Regions from separate parts of the Mus musculus genome. Here region 2 is linked to region 1. The links are chromatin contacts, called in public promoter capture Hi-C maps. All regions are on one chromosome and are shown on one strand. The core of a region is the stretch at or near the end of the contact, and the rest is flanking DNA. Distances in the headings are between cores, read along the strand shown.

The links. Capture Hi-C pulls out chosen DNA fragments and counts their contacts.
Region 2: a contact with region 1 is called in a promoter capture Hi-C map of pancreatic islet. The contact joins the promoter of Upk3a here to the promoter of Ribc2 in region 1. A contact is called at or near these places in 11 of 484 Hi-C or Micro-C datasets (the C2C12 cell line, the G1E-ER4 cell line, the N1E-115 cell line and 7 more) and 2 of 9 other capture datasets (adipose tissue and pancreatic islet).

What each region holds. Positions count from the first base shown.
Region 1 is chr15:85,127,414-85,134,768 of GRCm38.p6, reverse strand. It overlaps Ribc2 (RIB43A domain with coiled-coils 2), which reads right to left and starts at 2,670. Exons shown (of 7, transcript NM_026357.2): 1 at 2,389-2,670; 2 at 1,811-1,892. The coding sequence starts at 2,502. Smc1b (structural maintenance of chromosomes 1B) reads left to right here and starts at 2,812. Exons shown (of 25, transcript NM_080470.1): 1 at 2,812-2,940; 2 at 4,910-5,098; 3 at 6,898-7,010; 4 at 7,098-7,301. The coding sequence starts at 2,832.
Region 2 is chr15:85,013,376-85,020,730 of GRCm38.p6, reverse strand. It overlaps Upk3a (uroplakin 3A), which reads right to left and starts at 3,590. Exons shown (of 6, transcript NM_023478.2): 1 at 3,460-3,590; 2 at 2,550-2,705; 3 at 1,142-1,421; 4 at 108-190. The coding sequence starts at 3,511. It overlaps Gm52194 (a long non-coding RNA gene), which reads left to right and starts at 1,795. Exons shown (of 3, transcript XR_003951558.1): 1 at 1,795-1,912; 2 at 3,077-3,215; 3 at 3,419-3,587.

The DNA.
Region 1 (7,355 bases), core at 1,421-3,920:
CATTGGACAGTCACTGCAGCAGTATTAGCATATATATAATATATATATTATATATATATATATTTAAAAATCTCAATCCCAGAATGTCAGAATGTGGGAGGCAGAAGTCAGCCTGGTCTATGTGCCTTCTGTGCTACCTGCATACACAAATGTTCACACCACACACACACACCATATAGACACAAAGACACACAAAAGCAAGTTCATATTATTATGGTTATATAGATAGTACAAGTATAAACACATTGGAAATGCACACTTCTATAGAAGAAAAAAGTGGGGGGTGCCGGGCATGATGGCACACGCCTTTAATCCCAGCACTCGAGGCAGGCGTCTTTCTGAGTTCGAGGCCAGTCTGGTCTACAAAGTGAGTTCCAGGACAGCCAGGGCTATACAGAGAAACCCTGTCTCAAACAAAACAAAACAAAACAAAACAAAACAAAACAAAAAGTGGGGTGGGGGATAATAATGGGGGGGCACTTGTGCTATATACAATACAGTTCTCAGAACAAACTCTTAGAGGAAAAAAACTAGAGGCCAACATGGCAAATGTTGATATCGGACCTGGTGGTAGCTGCAGGTGTCTGTACCATTGGTGTTATAAGTTTGAGTTACTTTATAAATAAAAGTAAATAAGACTGAAAAGTTTGGAAAATGTATAATAGTATAAAAAAAGAAAAGCAACTTCCCTCATAATCCAACTCCTCCAACAATCACACAGACAACAGATTTTTGTCTTTTCCTGACCATGTTCTAAGACTTAGGTTGGTAGTCCATTCGCCTCTAAAATTTTATATGTCCACCTTTTACAAATTTACAAACCCCTGTGGTATTTAATAAAACAAACAAACAAACAAACAAACAAACAAATGTTCAATCGCTTGTGAAATTGCTAACCAAGAAAGGAAAAGTGGATTGTGTTTGAAATTCTGATCGAGGACCTAGAACGCGACTTGAACCACGTAAATCCCCGGGTGGCTCAGAACTTCCCACTCAACGCTGCTTTTTCTTGGCAGGAAGAACACACTCATCCAGTTAACTGAGCACAGCAAAGTGGGAAATGTTAAAAGAAAGATGGTGGAGATGATAACTCTGTGTGCGAGTGCGTGCTTGTGCGTGTGAGCACACGTGTGTGCGTGTGTCTGTGTCTGTGTGCCAGCGCGTGTGTACGTGTGCGTATTATGCATGTATGCGTGCATGTGTGTGCATTCACGCATGCTCCAGCACACAAGTGTCACTTGATACCAACAGCTGTCCTCTGTAGAAGGTCGGCCTTGAGTTTTGAAGCAGAGAATGTGTACGTATGTATTTAAAGTCTTTCCTTTTTAGAGAGAAAGAAATTTTTTAAAGAAAACACAAAACGATGCTAATATTTTAAAGATGTATCTCCTAAGATGTACATTAAAAATTCAAGCTGCCGGGCAGTGGTGGCGCATGTCTTTAATCCCAGCACCTGGGAGGCAGAGGCAGGCGGATTTCTGAGTTCGAGGCCAGCCTGGTCTACAGAGTGAGTTCCAGGACAGCCAGGGCTGCACAGAGAAACCCTGTCTCAAAAAACCAAAAACCAAACCAGTAACTGCGATAACTGCTTCTTCTTGAGAGGAAGAATATGCTTATTAAGCTAACTGAGCACAAAAAGGCCATAAGAACAACTCTGTGTATGTGCTCATACGTGTGTGTGTGTGTGTGTGTGTGTGTGTGTGTGTGTGTGTCTGTTCTTCTCAGCTGTAAGAGGAAGACATGAGGCCCTAAGAGATAGCTGATATTTTAGAGGCCGTAAGAAATAGCTGGGCATTTTAGAAGTGCTCACCAAAGGCTTCATGCCTAGCTTTGTCAGTTATTTCTTTTATCTTCTGGTCACGGACTTGAAAATCCCAGGCTTGTGTGTCTCCCTAGGAATGGACAAGGGAAGAGGGGTTAGAGCCAGCTAGCATTATTCAGTAGGCCACGAACCCTCTCATCTGGCCACAGCATTAAAGGTTCCCTTCCCATACGTGGAAGCCTTTGCTTATGGCTGGGTCTTCTGCCTGCGCTGTCAGCTGTCACCAGAGCTTCCTTCATTTCCTATATACACACACTCCCAACATTGTTTAAGTACCACTACTCTGTGAAGCCCTCTCTGATTTCCCCTCCAGGCTCCAGTCAGTGCTGGTGTAGATCCCACCACATTTTCTGTGTTTTAAAGTCTGCCTATTTCACTACTGCAAGGTCACCCACCTCCTGGACCTTACTCAAGCTAGCCAGAGCATTTGTCACCTGCAAGGAAGCAAATGCCTCGCTCCCAGAACTGGCTCCTGCTGGTAAGGTAAGGATTTCCAAATCTAGACAGCCAAACTTTGCTTCCATATAAAGTCTTGGCTCCTCTCTGTCCCGTCCCTAGTGCCTCACCCCAATGATCCTGTTCCTGGCGTCGAAGATCCGTCCCTGCCTGCACAGGTCAATGTACCGCTTCTTGGCTAGGTTGGCCTCCTGTTGTAGGTCCTTAGACATCGCTACCTCCATGGCTCTGGGACTCGGCTGGGCTTCAGGAGCTATCCGGAAAAAAAAAACACGGCAAGAAAAGCCCACAGAAATAAGCAAAGCTACAGCGCCGAGAAGCAGCGCCCACAAAAGTTTGAGAGCAAGTCTGTCCCGGCGGTCCGCTTTCCGCAGCGGAGCAGGGATCCAATTCCCCGGGCAACGCCAACCTCCGTTGCTAAGCAACGGCGCCTCGCTCGCTCTCCTTCCCCCGCGCCAGTCTCGCGAGACTTCGAAAAGAATTTCTTCCCGCGCTTTTTTTTTTTTTTTCCTCACGGGAGCACGAGGAAGCGGCTGAGGCACGGCGCGCAGCCATGGGGCACCTTGAGCTGCTGCTCGTGGAGAATTTCAAGTCGTGGCGAGGCCGCCAGGTCATCGGCCCTTTCAAGAGGTTCACCTGCATCATTGGCCCCAACGGCTCCGGTAACCAGCGCCCCAGAAATCCACGGCCTCGGGATCCACGGGCCGCTGTCGCCCGCTGTAGACCCGAGGGGACCCAGGGACCCACTCTCGGCTCTTGTTAACCTGAGGGGACCGAGCCACCCCCCAGCCCCCGTTGTCGCCTCCTGTGGGTCTGCCGGGACCGAAACCACAAACCCCAACTCCGTTGTGACTGTTGTAGTCCCGAGGGGACCCAGGACCCCTGTAGACCTTAGGGCACCCAGGGTCCCATGTTAGACCAAGGGCCCTCACTGTTGGCCTGAGGAAAGCCAGGGTCAGCCATTGCCCATTGCTGGCCTGAGGAGACGGAGGCACCCCAGGGCCCCCCCCCAACCCCCACGCTGTTGCCCCGACTCCACTGTTGACGGCTGTAGGCCCAAGGGAACCCAAGGACCGGCTGTCACCTTGAATCCCCCACCCCATCCTTGGTTGGCCTGAGGGGATGGAGCCACCCCAGTCCCCTGCTGTTGACTGCTGTAGGCCTGAGGGGACCCACGCCCCCCCCCCCCCCCCCGTTGGTCTGAAGGAACCAAGCCCCTTCGGCAGCCCAGCTCATCTATCTGTAACCCTCCCCCACCTCCCTATCTGAGGGGATCCAGGGACCTCTGAACCGCCCCCCCCCCCGTTGTTGGGGGACGAGAACCCACCATCAAACCCACCCCCCTCTCCCCTTTACCCACTGTAGACCAGAATGGGACCCAGGAGACCACTGGCCTGAGGTTTCAGTGTTTCCCAATGGACTAGACCCAAGAGCCCCGAATCCTGGGCCACCAACCCTTGCTGGCTGTTCTCATCCTTCCCCTGCCTTCCTTCCCTGTAGTCCCATCTCCGTCCCCAACCCCCATCTCAGCCCAACAACCGCAAGTACTAAGAATGAAATGGATTTGGCCTTTGTTGGAACAAAACAAAACACTTGTAACCCGAGCATAGTTAATAGGAAGAATTAAAGGGAATTTTAGAGCCCCAACGATAATTTCTAGAATAGTTTTCCTAAATCAGTCACTGCAGATGTCTGCAGTCTGAGCACTTAAAAGTTTTATAGTTTTGATAGAACAGACTCATCTTTAATATTCCTTATATAGCAAATCTACCACTGGGTGAAGATCTCATTGGGTGAAGATCTCCTTGTGGTTTAATGATTTGCTAGGAGATCCTTCAGTGTTTGACATATTGTTTACTCGGGGGTGATTATGCATTACAGTTGAGAAGTCCAAAGCAAACTCAGCAGTGGGAAAAGATAAATTCCTTCAGCAGTATGTTCTCATGTTGAAATATCACCTATCAAAGGTCTCATGGACTCAGTGCACAGGGAGATGGCACATGCCAAAATTCCAGACTCCTGGAAGGAAGCACATATTTAATTCTAGTCATGCCTTGCCAAGTTTAAGCACCATGAGCCATTATTACCAAGAAATTGTAGAACCCTTGCCCTGATCCAAGTATAAAAATCCTGAAGATTCTAGCAGTCTTATTCTTTAGAAGATTGTAGATTCATTTAGCGTTTTCAATTTTTTAAGTATAGAGGTATAGTGTGCTGTTGAAATGTTTATGCGATCATTTCTCTATAAAATGGGAATTACTAAAATAGAGTTGTTAAATGGTTTGCTCTAGTGTGATATCCAGTAATGGGAGAGTGCTGAGATTCATGTTTGTTTTAATTTTATTCACTTAATTCATTTTTGATTCATGTATTTATATCCTTACATTCATTAATTCATTTTTGATTCATGTATTTATATCCTTACATTCATACCACTCTGCCCCAGCTACATGAAAGAAACAGACCACCTACTTGGACTTTTAATCACATCAATTTTGAACAGTGACCAGACAAGATTTCTGAGACTTGCATATTGGTTATATTTCACTTCTATTGGTAGTTTGATTTCTTTGGCTCTGAGAAGGTTTTCAGTCATTAAGAATGAATCTTTAAAACTCTTTTCTTCTCCAGGAAAATCTAATGTAATGGATGCACTTAGTTTTGTAATGGGAGAAAAGACAACTAATTTAAGAGTAAAAAACATTCAAGAACTTATTCATGGAGCACATACTGGAAAACCTGTTTCTTCTTCTGCAAGTGTGACAATTATATACATAGAGGACAGTGGAGAAGAGAAAACATTCACAAGGATTATCCGAGGTAGAGAGAGAGGGGTGTGTGTGTGTGTAAATTATAGTTCAGGGTCTGATCGCCTGCTCACTCTTTGAAGTCTGGGACTTACTAATCACTGGTATAGTGAGTACAAGATTTCTTTCTTTCTTTCTTTCTTTCCTTCTTTCTTTCTTTCTCCCCCCCCCCCGCCCCCCCAGACAGGGTTTCTCTGTGTAGCCCTGGCTGTCCTGGAACTCATTTGTAGACCAGGCTGGCCTCAAACTCAGAAATCCACCTGCCTCTGCCTCCCAAGTGCTGGGATTAAAGGTGTGCGCCACCAGACCCAGCAAGATTTCTTTTTCTTAGAAGCATATAACATATATATATATATATACATATATATATATATATACATATATATATATATGTGTATATATATATATATATATATATATATATATATATATATATATACCTGTTTTATTTCCTGTTAAGACTCTTGCTTAAGCTGACTCACTTGTTCTATACTCTTACTGTCAAGTAACATTTTTTATACTTGGATACTTGCTTAAGATGAAGGAAGGAGCCTACCTCTAACATGGATACATCATACGACTTCTTCCTCAGCTTCTCTTTGCTTGTTAGTAAATAATTACATGTATATTTTTGGCGTATATACACTTAAATACATGTTTATTATTATTCATGAATTCTCTGTTACTCTAATAAACTATTATGTCTCATCTGTAATAAATATATCATGCTTGAACTTTATAGAGTTATAAAAAGTAGGTATATATTGTATTGTTGTTTCTTGTTGCTGTTTCTATTTCACTAAAAAATATACTCCCACCTTCCTTCCTTCCCTTATTCCCTTTCTTGACAGGGCCTTGTAGTCCAGGCTGACCTTTAGCTCACAATCCTACTCAGGCTCTAAAGTACAGCCATTGCACACATGCACTGTTATGTCTGACTTTACTACATTTCTAAAGAGTGAAAACTGTATTACTAACTTAAATTATATATATATTTAGAAACATAATTTAAGTATTTTTGCATTTTATTATTTGGAGTAGTCATTGGACAATTTTCTCACTTCCTTTTGGACATTTATTAGTTGTGAGGGTTCTCAGTATGTTGTTAACACAAGCTCAAGTGATCCTCCTAAAGGAGCTAGAACTGTAGGCCATGTCACCACACCTACCCATGTCACCATACCTACCCTTTGATGTTTTAAATGAGAATTCTTCATTTTAATAAAAATTCTTTTGTTCACTGTATTAAGAAGTGTAATACCAGCTGGGCATTGTGATGCAATACTCGGAGGCAGTGGTAGGGAGATCTCTGTGATGTCAAGGCCAGCCTGAGCTGCAAATCAAGTTCCAGAAAAGCCAAATCCTGTCTTGAAAAACTAAGAAAAAAAAAGCAGTACCTTCCTCCACATGCAGAAACAACCCAACCATCTTTCTTTTCCATCTTTTTCACTCCTTTCTTTTTTTTAGTTTTTCAAGACAGGGTTTCTCTGTGTAGCCCTGGCTGTCCTGGAACTCACTCTGTAGACCTAGGCCTCAGAAATCCACCTGCCTCTGCTTCCCAAGTGCTGGGATTAAAGGCGTGTGCCACCACTGCCCTACCTGTTTTCACTCCTTTCTGATACTACTTTCTCACATGCTATTTTATTTGAATATTTTGTTTATATCTCTAAGATATGAACTCTCTGAGATCCTTTAGTATGTAATATTTGTTGAGTAAATGAGCTTATTTATAAATATATTAGTTACATTATTGTAAAACTAGTCATTTCAATAAGAAAAACATTCTGTAACAGCTGATTTTGTTTACTTTAGGGGGGTGCTCAGAATATCATTTTGGGGATAAACCCGTGAGTCGTTCTGTGTATGTAGCCCAGTTGGAAAACATAGGCATAATAGTCAAAGCACAGAACTGTCTAGTTTTTCAGGTAAGCAGTTGTACTCATTTTATTTGATTCATTTTAAAAACATGTTACCACATCTTACATGCTGTTGTGCTTTACTGTTACTAATAGGGAACTGTAGAGTCAATATCCATGAAAAAGCCCAAAGAGAGAACCCAGTTTTTTGAAGAAATCAGTACTTCAGGAGAATTTATAGGAGAATATGAGGCAAAGAAAAAGAAATTACAAAAAGCTGAAGAAGATGCACAATTTCATTTTAATGTGAAAAAAAATGTAGCTGCAGAACGGAAGCATGCAAAAATAGAGAAAGAAGAGGTAAGGTGCCCTGAAAATGTTACCAGTTAGTAAATATATATTAAATAGAAAAAA
Region 2 (7,355 bases), core at 2,341-4,840, 110 kb after region 1:
CCAGGCGTGGAGATGGAGGTGCCCACTATGTGAGGGATAGAGCCAGCCAGGTTTAGTTAGACCCAGGACTCAGCTCCAAGGAGCTCACCCCCCCAGTACACACTTACGCCGGTTGGTCCAGATGGGATCTGACCATAGTGTCTGGTCCTGCACCAAGCCTGTGGACATGTTGACCAGGACATACTTGAATCTGGAAGAAGATGGAGTAAGGGTGGCTTTCATCTAACCCATGCACCCAGCCACAGGAAACAGGCAGGAGGAGGACCATGGGGAGCACACAGGAAGTCTTCCACGAGACAGCTACTGGGTGAGGTCAGGACAAGAGAAGGATACTGGACTTGACCACATATACCCTGGATCCTTTTCCAGTCTGGTAGCATCTGCTCTGGGAAGCCTTCCTGGTTGGGACTGTTGTTCAGCCTTCCTCTGGGAGCACCTCCTTTTAATTTTATGCCGCTGTAGCACCCCTGCTGAGTGTTAATCCACAGACCCTCCTGGCAGCTGTGGTCCTTGTGGTCACAAAGAGAATTAGAAAACCAGCCCAATAGCTTCCATCACCAGCCCTTGGATCAGGGCTATGTTTTAGGTGTAAGAATCCCCAAACAAGCTAGTCAGAAGAGAAGACCCAGAGAGATAATAAGGTCTGTTGTAGCCCACTTACATCCCAGTTTAGACAGTGGACTGGATAATCTGAGGACCAGTTCATCTACGGCCTGTAGTTTAGTGACCCTTAAAAGTAAAGCCCCTTATGGAGCTGTGGCTATAGTTCAGTGGAAGGGTGCATGTTCAGCATGTGCGAAACCATAGGAGCACATACAGCCTAAACCAGGCAGCACAGGGGGTCAAGCTTAACCTGGGCTATGTGAAAGTCTGTCTCAAAGCAAAAGAGGAGGTGGGGAGGAGAAAGGCAGGGAGGGAAGGAGAGAGGGAGGAAGGAAGGAAAGAGAAAAGGAAGACAGGATGAATTTCAAACTGCTTGCAGAGCAAGGTGCCAAGCTGGCCCTCTCGGGTCTCTGGGTACCTGCTGCAAACCAGGAAGCCCACCCTTCCAGACACCTGATCCCTGAGCTCTGTGAAGTGTGGCTTCCCCCATTTTGTTCCCCATTTTGTCCCTCATCCTCCCACAGCCTCTGACACCCACCTGTACTCAGTGGCCGCTGTCAGGGGTGGGTTGCAGAGGCCCTGGAAGTTGGGGTCCCAAAAACAGGTCCCGTTGTTGCCCACCCTGACTAGGTATGCGTTCAGGATCTCTGAGGCCTGGGTCACATCTCCAACAGCATCCAGGCTGGGCAAGTCACCACAAGGGGTCAGGTCAAAGGCCGCAGCTTTATAGGGGCCTGACCTCCCACCCTGGGTTTGCCGGAAAGTGGTGCTCAGTGGGACGCCAGCGCTGTCCTGTACAGACACATTCCTGGACATGGCTGCAGAGAGGATGCAGGAAGTCAAGACCCTGGCCACTCTAACTCAGCAGCAAGCACTCAGTCACCCATCAAACACCCGAGTCCAGAGCTGTCCAGGTTGGTGGCGGGCACTAGGATGATTGGCGTGTGCTCAGAGGTAACAGTGCAGCTGTCCCAGAAACACCCCACTGTGAGGTACTGGATCCATGTCTCACTCACTGTCTTCTGGTGTCCCTCTAGCTCAACAAACCTCTGCCACTTGTAGCTGTCCTAGATTCTTTTTTTTTTTTTTAAGATTTATTTATTATTATATGTAAGTACACTGTAGCTGTGTTCAGACACCCCAGAAGAGGGCATCAGATCTCATTACCGGTGATTGTGAGCCACCATGTGGTTGCTGGGATTTGAACTCAGGACCTTTAGAAGAGCAGCCAGTGCTCTTAGCCGTTGAGCCATCTCTCCAGCCCGGATTCTTTCCTCTTCGAAATGGGAAGGACTGGGATAATGCTAAGGTGAGTGTGGCTGGACCCATACTGCACATTTTCTCTTTACTTCCTGGGTGACCAAACCACTTGACATCTCTGGCCCCTGGACTTCGGTGAAATAGAAAAATACCTCAGGGTATCCACAGATTGGGCGCATGTAGGCAGTAATAGAGGCCTGCTGACAGGATGGGATGCTGGAGATGTTAATAGGCCATTTATGGGGTGGCTGGTCCCCAAATTCAGGAGCTTACATTATTGTGGTTTGGAAAACAGGGAGCAATCCAGGGAAAAACCCTGAAACAACCCTAGGCTCAAAGGCCTGTGAGATCAGAATGTAGCTGTCCAAACCCCAGAGAGGGGCCCCCACCCCGTCTTCATCCCCTACTCTACCATAATACCCTGCATGCTGCTTGCAGACAGTGGCTCTAAAGTGGGCAAGGCAGCTGGTGCTAGGCTGGTGCTGGGAAACTGGTGTGGCTCCCTCCCACCAGCCTGGTAAAGGGCAGGTCTGGGGCCACAACCACAATGGTGTCAGTGTGTGTGAGAGCAGTGATAAGTGAAGGCATCCTGGACCTTCATAGACATGCAATATCCCACCCCCCACTTTCCCCCTCTTCCCCGTAGACTGTCAAGTGGCGCTTTTGGAGGGAAGCGGGTCCCTTACCTGAGTCGACCATAGCATAGAGGTAAACCTCGTAAGAGCCGCTGAGTGGCTCTGAGCTATCAAACATGCACAGAGGCTTCTCCAAGGCCACGGTGGTGAGGGTAGGGTTGTTGGTGGCAAAGGTCACACTGGCCAGTTGGGGCTGGAGGTTCACAGCTGGGGAAGGCAATGAGGGTAGGAGCTGACCTCTGGGCCCTTGCTGCAGGTCCAGTACTGGGTTTGGTCCTCCCAATGGGTCATCCCATGAACTTTTCTCCTGTTCCCTGTGCCCACCTTGCTGGTCATTCTGGGCAGACACATCCCTACCCCACCTCAGTCAGACAGCTGCTGCCCTCTAGCTGTCTCCATAAGGTCTCTCTGCCTCCACCCCTCACTCTCTTCACTTGAACGGTCTACCCTAACAAGCAAGCCTCATCCGTTTTCCTTTCTCTCAGACCCTTTGTGGCTCCCCCACTGGCTTCCCTCATAGTCTCTGAGGAAAGACAGTGAGGTCCCGAAGTTCACAGCTTTTTCATGTCTACTCTCAGCTTCAACCCCTGCAGGCTTCTCCTCACTATCTGCCCGGGCCATAAGGATCAACAAGCCAATGCCAGGATGGAACATCCCTCCCACTCCAAGAACTTGCCGTTCTACCTCCCCTCAGTTCAGGGGTCACCACAGGACTGGGTGAGTCTGCTCTCTGCAGCCCCTGTGTGGTGTTCCCTAGCAACAACCATCACAGAATTGAGGCCAGCCCAAGGGTGGGCGCTGGGATTCCCATCAGTTTCTATTACTACAGCTGCTAACATCTGTGTCCCTAATGCAGGCGCCTATTCCTGAACCCCCTAAATGAGATTCCTAGTGCCACTCAGTGTCTCCACTCCCCTCAGGCCTCCCTGGACACGCCCTGGAGGTCTTCTCCCCGGCTTACTCCAGCCACACCGCAGGCATCCGAGAGCCAGCAGGGCCCAGAGCAGGAGCATCGCCCGAGATGAGCCTTCGCGATGCACTCTGCCTGAGAACGCGCACCTGCTCCCTGCAGCTCCGCTCACCTGTCACCAGCAAGGGCATGCCCCGCCCCTCTCAAACGGACCAATCCGAAGCCTCCCCTTGAGATATTTGCATACAGTCCGGTCCTGGGCTCCTCCCGCCCAGAGCAACTAAAGCTCTGATCCTTCTCTTGGTCTTCTGCAAAGCTCCTAAGGTGTGCAGAAACTAAGCTGAGGTTTTCACAGTGTTGTCAGAGATAACGCAATCTCTGGAACCTCAATTTCTATACTGCAAAGTAGAGATGCTAATCCCATAAGCATCTTTGGGACCTCAACTTCTATACCGCAAAGACGCTAATTCTCATAAGCATGAGCCCATACTATGTGCCAGATACTGATAAAATTAACAGTCATGGAAAAATGAAGTCCTGGATAGTGACTCTTTCTGTTCACAGGCCGTACAAGACAGAGGCCCAAGGAGGTAAGGAAGGGGCAGGAACCTCCTCCTGAGAGGCAACGGGCAATAGTGATGCTGGGCTGGAGTGCAGCTCAGTGGTAGATGCTTGCTTGGTCCAAGTAAGACCCTGGGTTCCCTCAGCAAAACCAAGGGGGAGGGGCGGAAGAGAAGAAAACCTGCTCCTTTGTGCTGTACCTCTTCAGTTGAGGGCTCCTTCAAGATGAAACTGAACAATACCCAGCCACTGCTCTTTGACATGGATCTCGAATGCAAACATCACTGGTCCTATGAGAAACACACAGACCTAGAAATAGGGATGATGCCCTGGGTATGCTCTGGGTGAAGAGTGGAAGGGTTGTGGGCCCCCAATCAGTGGTGGGAACAACAAACAAGGTTTTCCCATGAAACAAAGTGTCTTGACCCACAGCAGAACACCCTGCTGTTGAGTAAGGGGCATTCCTGTTATGACCAACGCGAATGGGGGAAGGGAATTGTGTGTTCACAGATACTTTGTGGAAAGATGTCAATCTGAATGTTCACGACTTGATTACTGAGAGAGAGAGAGAGAGAGAGGGAGAGAGGGAGAGAGAGAGGGAGGCTATTTTTAGATTGACAGATACTACGGTGCTTCTGCTACTGGGGACCAAAAGAGCTAGCAAAACTGTGCCAACTTTTGATCTCGCTCAAGAAGATGGTGCCTGTGAACATGCTGTCAGGAAGCCCTTAAATGCACCCAAGACTCCATGTCTTGTCACTCCATGTGTCCTGCAACACAAACGCCGCCAACGTATTTCGCCGAAGAAACGACAGGCTAAAGAAAACAAGGGGGAGGCTGCAGACTGCAGAATATGCCAAGAGAACGAAGGAAGCCAAAGGAAAAAAAATGCCAGGAACAGATCGCCAAAAGATGTAGGCTGTCCTCGCTGAGAGCATCTGCTTCTAAGTCTCAGCCCAGTCAAATGTACATCTTTATCAGTAACAGATAAATGATCAGACCATGAGAAAAGAAATGGAAAGGAAAATGATGGGGGTCCTCATCCAAATTAGCCAGTTCCCTCCAATGTCAGGAATCTGTGCGCATCTCCAAATGCATCTGAAATCAATTTTACGTGTAAAACATAGGGATGAACAAACATGGGCAGGGGACCAGTAAATCAGTAAAGTGGGGAATGGATACTATGATCATCTATGTAAAAACTGGATCTGGGTGAATTTGCAACCAGCTGTCTCAGGCTCTTCTCAGAGAAGACCCTAAGAACCCTAAGTCCTGAGATAGAGCCCAGGATTTTCCAGGGAAGTTGTTGGTAGTGGGAGCCGGAGGGCAAGCCTGTGGTATCCAAGCACTGAAGATGCGCTCACTAGAGAATGAGGAAGATTTGGAATGCAGAGAGAACTCTAGGGAGCAGAACAGGACAAGAAAGATGCACTTGCCTTGTAAGCACAGGACCTGAGTTCAAATCCCCAGCACCCATGTGAAAAGCCAGGCACAGTGGCACACCTAGAATCCCAGGGCTGGGAAGGTGGGGACAGAAGGATCCCTAGGATTTTCTGACTGTCTCAAAAAATATGGTAAAAGAGAAGACACTTGTGGTGACCTCTTGCATGCACATGCAAACACACATGTATATGCTTAAAACACACACACACACACACACACACACACACACACACACACACACACAAACAAACAAATAAATAAATAAATAAATAAGCAAAATGATTTTATTTTATTTTTATTTTTTTTGACCACTTAAAGAGCCTTGCTTTACCACTCCTACCCTCCAACACTCACCTCTGCAGAGAACAAAGTTCAAATGCTTACATTCTGAAACCCACTTCCTGGCAAAGATCCCCCTGGCCCCTTGGAGAGGGGTTAATTCCAGCCTGGGAAGGGCAAGGCAGGAGGAGCTAGGCTTTTTGCAATCAATGAAAGAATGCTGAACATATGTCAAAGTAGCCAGTCTAGACCGGCTGGAAGAGGTAGGTGCCCATCGCCTGATCTGGGGAACTTTGAGCACAAAATAAACAAAGGCGGTAAATATTTTACATTTAGCCTGTTTGATAAAATACAAGTCTGTGAGTCAATACTGAGTCTGTACAGAGATGTAGAGATACTGGCTTAATGCAGTGACCTAGCTGTCAGACAGACAGATGGACAGACAGAAAGACAGACAGACAGACTGCGCCTGCCCGCAGAGTTTAACCTAGGGTCTATTTGGCAGGAAACAAACAGACAGATCCAAACCGGGGTTGGGAGTGGGAGTCCTGTCTGCCAAACAACAGACCACGCTGCTTCGAAAGTATCTGTGTCCCCAAAAAACAAAGGACAAAGCAAGACAGGCTGAGAGCCAAGGCTGAGGAAGACTGGGGGCACGTAGCCCCTCCACGCACAGTAAACTTCTGGTTTACTCATCTAAAAACAAGCAGCCGGACCAGGCATCGTGGCACACGCCTGTAGTTCCAGCACGTGGAAGGAGAAAATCAGGAGAAGCTCAAGTTGAAGGCCAGCCTGAGCTGCCTGAGTTTCCAAAGGCTGGGGATGGTAGCTCAGTGGTAGAGCACCTGCCTAGCATGCACTAGGCCTTGTTTCTGTCTCTGGTACCACAGGGATGCACACACAGATGTGCACACAGAGCAATGCATAGTGTACGCTATTATAACCACTGTAACAAGAAAAATTATCAGCATGTGATGCATATTAGAGAGCAATAGTGCATAGAACTTAAATTTCTAGGCTGGTGCAATGGCTCAAGCAGTGGGGAAAGGTGCTTGCTTCAAAGCCTGATAACTCAGAGTCTGATTCCTGGGATCCACATGATGGTAAAACCAGCCTGTGAAACGGGCCTGCCGTGGATAGGTGTGTTTGGTTTGGTTTGGTTTGGTTTTTCCAGACAGGGTTTTTCTCTGTGTTGTCCTGGCTGTCCTAGAACTTGCTTTATAGACAGGCTGGCCTCAAACTCAAAATCCTCTTGCCTCTGCCTCCCAAGTGCTAGAATTAAAGGTATGTGCTATCCTTGCTTGGCCAGATACAGAGATTCTAAATTGAGGCTTGAGTCCTTCACTTTTGACTGTAGGGCTATTAGAACTATGAACCCCAAGAAACTGGAATCCTCTACCACCCCAACCCCTGGGAATCTCATGCTGACAGAAGACAAAGCCTACAGCCTGGGCTGACCAGAGGCGACACTTCTCCCCAGGACAGAAGTTCCTAGCTTGTCAGCCTACCTTATAGAAGTGACAGCAACAGATCAATGGTGTGTGGGACCTTGACCCAGACTACTTATATCTGCATAGCATTAGCCTTTACTTAAACACTAACCTTATTTTAAGACCCCTAAGATGAACCTGGGGCCACTGAATCTGTGTCCTGTTACCCACTGC